2 separate regions of the Sus scrofa genome follow, and region 1 is linked to region 2. A link is a contact called in public Hi-C data. All regions are on one chromosome and are shown on one strand. The core of a region is the stretch at or near the end of the contact, and the rest is flanking DNA. Distances in the headings are between cores, read along the strand shown. Region 1 holds the start of CCDC58 (coiled-coil domain-containing protein 58). Region 2 has its middle 28 kb from the start of KPNA1.

What was found. Hi-C and Micro-C count contacts between places; a contact is called where the count stands out from the background.
Region 1: a Hi-C map of skeletal muscle shows a contact between it and region 2, with 5 times the contacts expected there. The contact joins the promoter of CCDC58 here to the enhancer-like site in region 2. A contact is called at or near these places in 7 of 47 Hi-C or Micro-C datasets (fetal skeletal muscle, heart right ventricle, liver and 3 more).

Annotation. Positions count from the first base shown.
Region 1 is chr13:138,151,107-138,155,663 of Sscrofa11.1, forward strand. It overlaps CCDC58 (coiled-coil domain-containing protein 58), which reads left to right and starts at 1,320. Exons shown (of 5, transcript XM_003358793.4): 1 at 1,320-1,643. The coding sequence starts at 1,428. It overlaps FAM162A (family with sequence similarity 162 member A), which reads right to left and starts at 606. Exons shown (of 5, transcript NM_001243573.1): 1 at 474-606. The coding sequence starts at 507.
Region 2 is chr13:138,014,854-138,019,855 of Sscrofa11.1, forward strand. No RefSeq gene overlaps it. Among named protein-coding and RNA genes, the nearest start is that of KPNA1, 28 kb to the right of the region's middle. Within about 2 kb of position 3,673, at least 76 of the 83 cell types and tissues checked have an H3K27ac peak or open chromatin away from gene starts, as enhancers often do. A contact at or near this core is called in fetal skeletal muscle, liver, skeletal muscle and 1 more, where this site is marked.

The DNA of each region.
Region 1 (4,557 bases), core at 70-2,569, 130 kb after region 2:
CCTATTCAGATAACGAATGGGTAGGAAACCCTAGACTCCAAGTTTTCTCTGAGTGTAGGGATTAACTCTAGAGATGATGGGGGTGGGAGCAGGCGGGAGACTCAGGTAACCTACGGGACAGGAGGTTACGAAGCTGAACGGATCAGGAAATGGGGGGACGTTCTAGAGATGACAGGTGAGCTCAGAGGGGATGGGGGTGGGGAAAGTGATCCCTGAGCATAGGCTCCTTAACTAGGTGGGAGCTGGGTGGGTGGAGAGCCAGGTGGAAGGGTCACTCGGAGATAGCCCTCAGTGCTTTCTTACCAGTGGCTCGCTAGGCCCCAGCTGTCTCCCACTATTGCTACTCTGGGAGTAGGATTCCAAACTACTTGAGGGGAATGCCTAATAAAACAGAGCACCTAACAGGCCTGAGGAGGCTGAAAGATTCCTTCATGCAAAGCGATTGCCCACCCCCAGCCGGGCCCGCGTCTCACCAGCCGCCAGGCGCAGGCTGCGGAGGCTCCCCATGGCCGCCCACTCCGCGGACCAGCAGAGAGGCCCAGGCCGGCGGTGGTGCGGCTGCGCTCTGTGCTCAATGTCACCCAGCGCTGAGAAAGTAAGGCCTCGAGAGGCACCGGCGGGCGGGGCCTGCGGGATGAGGGGTCGTGCTTTGCGCGCGGGGTTGTGGGCGGGGCGTGCGTGACGCGCAGAGCGTGCAGATCGTGCATGGAGGTCAGACTGTACCTTCTGCCGGCCCGCTGGGCTCCGCCCCGCTTGGCGCCTAATCCTGGACTTGTCCTTAAGAATATTCCTTTGGAGTTTATTGAAGGGTTTTGCAATGTTGCATCTAAGAAAGTACTCGTTTAAAATAGAAACAAAGTAATGTGCTTATTGTAGGAATTTTGTGAACTGTAGATCCCAAAGTCACACTGCCTCGGTAATTCAGTAAGTCAATACATTTTTTTTTTCATTTTTCAATGAATACGTATACGCCTGTATCAAAACTACATAACTGGGTTCCTAGTGACCAGTGTTTTTCACCTCTTGCTGACTTGCTACCTGAGAAATTCACATGTATGCTTCCTATGTTGTTTTCTATTTGCCTATTTTTTTAAAGTAGAAGTAAACACTTCATTATTTCCATACCTATTACCTTATTCATCCTTTACCCCACACTGCCAGAAACACCTTTTCTTTACATTTCTTGGTCGGCCCAAATTCTGAAAAGCTCCTTTGCTCTAGGGACTGGATGGAAGGGTTAAGAAAAACCTCACTTCGACTTTAGAGTTCCCCCTGGGACAACCTAGTTGGTGCGACCCGGAAACTGTTTTCCCTTTTTGTAAGAGAAAGGGATTGGAGAAAAACGATCCCTTAAAGTTCTGGCTTTCTTCGATCCATGTATCTGGGCCGGTTCCAAGAAGATATCTTAAAGGAACAGGAATAAAAAGATGGATAGCAGCGTTACGAGTTTCGGTGTGGGTGGCGAGCATAGGAAAAGACAAAGCTTGAGCTTGGCTGTCTCGAGTCCCCTAGTTGTTTTTGGTCAGGCGGCGCCGCGGACACCTTTGCTCCGCGGTGATTGGCTCGCGGCGGGGGCCTCGTGTTTGTCCAATATGGCGGCGCCCAGTGGCAGTGTGAACTGTGAGGAGTTCGCCGAGTTCCAGGTGATGGGTTTTTTTTCGTGTGGCAGGCGTGCCCCTTCTTTTGTTCTGGGCCCCTGTTCCCTGCTCTAGCTTGGAAGGGAGTGCGGACCAGTTGGGGCAGAATCGGGCAGTTCAAAACTCCTTTTTCGAGCCATTGGAGGTCATGGGGGCACAGCTTGGCCTTAGGGAGTGAGGGTGCTCCATTGGGGTCATGGTTCTCCCTGCGACTCCCAAGCCTTGATTAACTGCACCCAGGAACGCCAGGTGGTTCCTCGGCGGTAAAGCTGAACCCAGGCCGAGTGGGTAGGGGTTTTAACAACATTTTAGCCATCCACTGAACTCACTTCTTAGCTTCTGCTATTCTTCTCCTACTTTAAGTTAAGCATTTGTAGATGAGAAGAAACTGGAGGAGAGGTTACTTTTTTTTGTTTTGTTTTGATAAAGCAAAAACTTGTTTTACTATTGTGGTAGGGCAGAACATTTGGAGCCATGGAGGGGTGATTAATTCTAGTACTTGCTCTGGTTCTCTGCCTCCTAATCCTTAGAGAGAATGTAACATTTAGGAAATAGGCTCTTTTATATATTCAAACGCCAGAGGTCCAGGGCAACTTATTAACCAATGAATTAAAGAACAGGGTGTCTAGATTTCGACCAAGCTACTATGACGTTATCTGTTCCAATGTAGGCATAAATGTGCCACTGCCTAGATAGAGTTGAATTTAAAAATCGTGACTAGGAGTTCCCGTCATGGCGCAGTGGTTAACGAATCCGACTAGGAACCATGAGGTTCCGGGTTCAATCCCTGGCCTCTTTCAGTGGGTTAAGGATCTGGCGTTGCAGTGAGCTGTGGTGTAGGTCACAGACATGGCTTGGATCCCGCGTTGCTGTGGCCCTGGCGTAGGCCGGTGGCTACAGCTCCGATTGGACCCCTAGCCTTGGAACCTCCATATGCTGCAGGAGCGGCCCTAGAAAAGACAAAAAAAAAAAAAATCGTGACCACACAAAGGTATTTTTAACTAAAGATATTGAAAAATGATTGCATGTATCATTGACCTCTGTCGTAAGCATTGTGCTTTGAGCTGTTTTGTAGAGAGTGACATTTTTGAAGATAATCGCGACAGACTGAACTATTGACAAACATTTGGCCGAAGAAGTTTCTTGTTCTTTTTTTTTTTCTTTAGGGCCACACTCAGGGCATATGGAGTTTCCCAGGCTAGAGGTCCAATCAGAGCTACAACTGCTGGCCACAGCCACAGCCACAGCAACACAGGATCCAAGCTGTGTCTGCAGCCTACACCACAGCTCACCGCAATGCCAGATCCTTAACCCACTGAAAGAGGCCAGGGATTGAACTCAACAATCTCATGGTTCCTAGTCAGATTCATTTCTGCTGCACCACAGCAGGAACTCCCAAAGAAGTTTCTGTGGGATCTTTCAACATTATATACCCCTTCTTCACCACTTCAGCTGCTCAGATTAGATCAGCACAAGACAGCTGATTTCAAATGTGATCACAGTGCCCCTATTTGTAAAAATCTTTAAAGATAGAAAAAAGAGTGTTGGTTCTGGAGTTCCCGTGGTGGCGCAGTGGTCAACGAATCCGACTAGGAACCATGAGGTTGCGGGTTCGATCCCTGCCCTTGCTCAGTGGGTTAAAGATCCGGCGATGCCGTGAGCTGTGGTGTAGGTCGCAGACGCGGCTCGGATCCCGCGTTGCTGTGGCTACAGCTCCGATTAGACCCCTAGCCTGGGAACCTCCATATGCCGCGAGAGCGGCCCAAGAAATGGCAAAAAGACAAAAAAAAAAAAAAAAAAAAAAGAGTGTTGGTTCTAAGGTATGTGGAATATTTAAGGTTAGTCAGCCCATTTGTGGCCTTGGTATTGTCACAATAATATTGTGATGTAACTTGAGTTAATGAGCTCAGATAATTGAGCAGTGATAACAGTCAAGTGTATGGTAAAGAGCTCTGCTTAGGGAATTGGAAGTACAGGAGTCTAATACTACGCCATTAACAGCTTTGGGACCTTGAGCTAATCACTTAACCCCTTCCAGAATTAACTTTTGAATCTGTAAAATAAGATTATGTTAAGTAATATTTGAAACTGCTTCCGTCTCTATTTGAATGTCTACAACCAAATTTCACAGGATCTCTTTTAGCTTTAAAATATCCAACAGTGGGAGTTCCCGTTGTGGCGCAGCAGTTAATGAATCTGACTAGGAACCATGAGGTTGCGGGTTCGGTCCCTGGCCTTGGTCAGTGGGTTAAGGATCCGGCATTGCAATGAGCTGTGGTGTAGTTTGCAGATGTGGCTCGGATCCCTTGTTGCTGTGGCTGTGGTGTAGGCCGGTGGCTACAGCTCCGATTCGACCCCTAGCCTGGGAACCTCCATATGCCATGGGAGTGGCCCTAGAAGAGGCAAAAAAATAAAATAAAATACCCAATAGTGTTTAAAAAACACTTTGATTTCTCTTTTGGAAGGTCAGATAAGATGTAGTAAGTGGAGCAAAAGCTAAACTGTCTTGCAGAGCCATTTAATTCGCAAAGATAATGGAAATAAAAAGATCGCAAAATCAGTCTCACTAGTGAATCTGAACCATGCATCTAATTTCAAGGTTATATGACTAGGTGTAAACTACTTAACGTGGCATACACGTCTTTTAAAATCCAATCCCAAAGTTCTTCTACCTAGTTAAATCTTTCGCCTGCCCCTATTCACGCATATTTCTCTCTCCTCAACCCCTGCCACTTCCAGTATACATTTGAATTCTGCCCTCCAGCTACACAGACCTACTTTTCCCTGAACATATGATGTTTTGACATTTCTGAGCTTTTTCTCGGCTTGACACCCTGAAATCCCTTCTTTCTAACCCTGAGACCCAGTTCCTGTATCGCCTGAGTAAAATCAACTACGTAGTCTTTCCTAGAATGTTTAA
Region 2 (5,002 bases), core at 2,423-4,922:
CCACAGCCACAGCAAGGTGGGATCTGAGCAACCCACACCACAGCTCATCAAGGCAATGCCTGATGCCCCACCCAATGAGTGAGGCCAGCTTCTAAAAGCATTTATTTTATTGAAATATAGTTGATTTACAATGTTGTTAATTTCTGCTGTACAGCAATGATTCAGTTACGTACATAAGTATTCTTTTTCATATTCTTTTCCGTTATGGTCTGTTACAGGAGATTGAATATAGTTCCCTGTGTTAATACAGTTGGACATTGTTGTTTATCCACTTAGATATAATAGTTTGCATCTGCTAATCCCAAACTCTCAGTCCATCCCTCCCCCATTCCCCCTTCCCCTTGGCAACCATTTGTTTGTTTTCTATGTCTGTGAGTCTGGTTCTGTTTCATAGTTCATTTGTATCATATTTTATTTTTTTGTCTTTTTAGGGCCACACCCACAGCATATGGAGATTCCCAGGCTAGGAGTCAAATTGCAGTTGTAGCTGCCGGCCTACGCCACAGCCACAGTCACAACAATGAGGGATCTGAGCTGCATCTGCGACCCACAGCACAGCTTGAAGCAACGCCGGATCCTCAACTCACTGAAGGAGGCCAGGGATCCAACCTGCGTTCTCATGGATACTAGTCAGATTTGTTCTCCTGTGCCATGACAGGAACTCCCATTTGTGCCATATTTTAGATTCTACATATAAGTGATGTCATATGTCATTTGTCTTTCTCTTTCTGACTTACTTCACTTGGTATGATAATCTCTAGGTCCACCCATGTTGCTGCAAATGACATTTCATTTTTTTAAAGGGTGAGTGGTGTTCCATTGTGTATATGTACCACATATTTGTCCATTCATCTGTTGATGGACATTTAGGTTGTTTCCATGTCTTGGCTATTGTAACATAGGAGTATGTCTTTCTGAATCATAGTTTGGTCCAGACAGATGCCTAATAGTGAGATTGCTGGATCATTTGGCAATTAGTTGCCACTTTTAACAAGTCCTATTGCTAGTTTAAATAATAGCATTTATGCAACAGAAAAAAATACAACAGAAATAAGTATATACTTATTTTTCATTTTATGTTAAAATGTGTATAATTATTAAATATGTTCACACCCATCTGTTTGGCAAAAATAAAAAAGTCAGACATTCCCAATGTTAGCGAGGATGTTTAGAAAAGAGATTCATATACTGCTCGTGGAGTGTAAACTGGCACAACCACTTTGGGAAATAATCCATAGATATCTAGTATGTTGGTTTCTGGTAACAAATTACTGGAAACCTAGTGGCTGAATACACATTTATTATCTCATAGTTTCTTTGGGCCAGGAGTACAGATACAGTAGAGCTAGTTCCTCTGCTCAGGGTCTCACAAAGCTGCAATCAAGGTGTAAGTCTGGTTGCCTTTTTATCTGGAGACTTGATTGGGGAAGAATCCACTTTCATGCTCTCTCAGGTTGTTAGCAGAATTCATTTCCTTGTGATTGTAGGAAAAACGGCTCTGGCTTCTTACTGGCTGTCAGCTGGATGTTGCACATAGGTTCTAGAAACCATCTGAAGTTTCCTGCCACATGGCCCTCTCCATAGGCAGTTCTCAGCATGAAAACTCACTTCTTCGGGAGTTCCTGTCATGGCGCAGTGGTTAGTGAATCCGACTAGGAACCGTGAGGTTGGGGGTTGCTCAGTGGGTTAAGGATTCGGTGTTGCCATGAGCTGTGGTGTACATCGCAGACTCGACTCAGATCCCGTGTTTCTGTGGCTGTGGTGTAGGCTAGTGGCTACAGCTCCAATTAGACCCCTAGCCTGGGAACCTCCATATGCCGCAGGAGCAGCCCTAGAAAAGGCAAAAAAAAAAAAAAAAAAAAGAAAAATTACTTCTTCAAGGCCAGCAGGAGACTGTCTAGTTTCGGTCTGCTAAGAAAGAGACTTATATCATGAAATGTAATCATCTTTGCCATATTCTGTTGGCCAGAAGTCAACAGTTTCACTCACACTTAAGGGGTAGGGATTATATAGAGCAACACCAACAGGTGTTGCCCTCTCCCCAAAGATCATGGGGGTCATCTTAGGGTTTCACCTACCTCATCTAGTAAAGTTAAAGATGCAATGTCTTAGGATCTAGCAGTTTCCTTGGACACACAAAGATACGGAAATGTTCATAAGAGTATTGTTTGTAATATAAAAATTATTCTATAATTTAAATTAAAAAAATTTAAATACAAAAAGACATTAGCTAATGAAACATCATGTATGGTATGATAACATTTTTGTAAAAGTGACATATATATAGGAATTCTGCTTCAGCAGTGGCGTGCAGTTGTTGTCTTGAACAAATCCTCCTACCACTAAGAACAAATGGACAATATATAAAAAACATTAAGGCGTTGAAGAGCTACCACAGACAGCAGTGACAATCTGTGGGTCCAAGATCTGGAAGAAAAGGGAAGCCAAGAGAGATGAACCTGATGTTTGCTGTTACTTTTCTACCTGTGGTAATTGCTAATTCTGAAAGCAGTAGCTGAAAAACAGTACAGCTTTTGGTTGTCTTACAGGGTTGAGATGGCTGGGTTAAAGACGAGAAGCCCTAGTAAATACCCCAGACTTTTGGTTGGGACCTTCCAGGGACACTCTAACTAGGAGTAAGGGTGAACTGGAAAGAAACTAGTTTTCACAATACTGAAGTCCAGTTCTGAATAATATTAGCTTCTGGTTGGAATAAAGTGATCTGTCCTCAGCTTAGCTGTGGTCAGGCATCCTTGCCTCTAAATCTCTTAGAACACATTCCCTCTCCCCAGCATCCTTGCTCACACTCAACTCCTAGAAAATACACCTTGGTGGGGAGGGAATACTGACACAGCAGAGAGAGATCCAGGACAAACGAACATTGCATAGCCCAGGATTCAGGTAATGTCCTCTCTCCCACACTTTCGTCATAGTTTTACCCCATCTCTTTCACTTTACTTCTCCGTGGGTGTTTTATATTGATTTGCTAAACCATGTCATGTGTGAGACTTTCTATTCCGTGACCACTGCTTGGCTGGCTTGTCTTTCTTCTTTTGAAGACACTACTTAAAAAGAATTCCCTAAAAAGAATACAATCAAATTTATCAGTAACAATTATTTGTCGCAAATATTCGTTTGAGAGCGTTTATTGAGAGTAAAGCAAGTATGTGTATCTCAGTAAACTTAATGACTTTTTGATACTAATACATCATCAGGCAAAGGTGATGGGAGAGAAATGAAAAAGGAAATACAGAGAAGCTTCCTCAAACGCGCTGCCTGTGAATGCCTTAGACACGAGGCGCTGACTTCTAACATTTTTGTAATAACCCAATAATCCCTCACCCTCATTCATTCCATTATTCATTCAATAAACGTGTATTAGGTAACAACTACCAAAGAGGTGAGCAAGGATCGATCCGTCCTGGAAGAGCTTCGAAGACAGGTTTGTAGACATAACTTTGCAATTCAACCTGAATAGTACCTTTTCATTGTCACGCCGGCATGACTATCCAACCTTTGGAATTAACTGCGAACCTCTTCAACCAGACCTTCTCCCGACCCGAGACTGCCCACTAGTTCCGGGCTAACAGCTAATGCTTCCAGAGAAAGACCGTGGGAAGACTACATTTCCCGGCAGCCTTTACAGCAGGGCGGTGGATGGGGGCGCGCAGGCGCGCAGGCCCGCCCCCGCGCACAGGCGCACTGCGAACGCCGGCAGAGCTGGGTCTCGCTGTGCTGGGTGCGCGGCGGCGGCGGCGGCGGCGGCGGGGAGTGAGGCCTGCTGTGCACCGCCGAGGGACGAGCAGGCTCTTGTAGGTTGTGTGCGGGAGAGGCACGGCGGGCGGGCGAGCGAGAGCCAGCGGCTCACCCCAGCGGCTCACCCCAGCAGTGGCACTGGGATCGGTCGCCTTGAGCCTGGTGAGTGCGAGGCCCCGGCGGCGGCGGCCCCGGCCCCTCCCCCTCCCGCCGGCGGATCCGGCAATCCTCGGCTGGACCCGGGAGAGGCCCCGCGGCGAGGGCTGGCGCCGGCCGTGCTCAAGCTGGGGTTCCTGGGCCTGGGCGCTCACGGCGCGTCTGTGCGTCACGGGCCCGGCGATCCTAGCGGCCGCGCGGCCGGCGGAGGGGAGGGTGGGGGTGGGGAGTGCTGGTGCGTTCGCCCTCGGGAACGCCGGTCGAGGCGAGGCGGGGCAGGGCGGCGGCGGGGCTGGAAGGGGCGCCGGGTACTGCGGGGCGCCGAGGCAGCGGGGCGGAGAGGAGGGAGTGCGGAGCCAGCGCCTCGGCCTGGCGCTAGCGAACAAGCGGGAGCCGGGCGGGGGGCGGGGGTGGGCCTCGCCGAGTGCCATGACTGAGGTAGGAAAGAGCCAGGGTGGTGGTGGTGGGGGGGAGCGTGTAAAAATCCTAACCGAGGTAGCAAGGGACCGTCTTAGGAATTTGTAAGTTAACAGCCCGAGCCGGAGCGGGTGGTTCAGAGGGAGGTGGAGGGGGGGCGGGGGCGGAGACGGACGGCTGCAGTTTACAGATGTCATAACAACATGGGCCTGAAGCGGCTGACAGGGGTGTGGTAATTATAGGAATGACAGAACTTCGTCTGCACACAGCGTGTGTCAGTGGTGATGCTAGGAAAGCGGCGAAGTATTAGATTAAGCTCTAAATGGGAGGAGAAAACCGAAGGGTGATTGGAGTCCGGGAAGTCGTCGAGAAGGAATGTTTTAGGTTTGAATGGAAGTATTTAATGTTCCACTTTTAAGTGGACGACGTCAAAGTACTTGATTTTTAAAGTTTATATTTAGAATGAACAGTTTGAAATTTTTTCTAAAACAATGCTAAATAACATTTCTAACTTTATCAATCCTTTTTTCCTTTAATAAATAGTGAAACCCCCTGTTTCTTAGCAGTGGATGAGTAAGTGATTCCCTCCCCGCCACCTTGTTGCTTCAAGGCTTATTTTTGACATTCTTTTTTTCCTAACTTTTTCTTCTTGTACTTGTAGTATTTTGAAAGT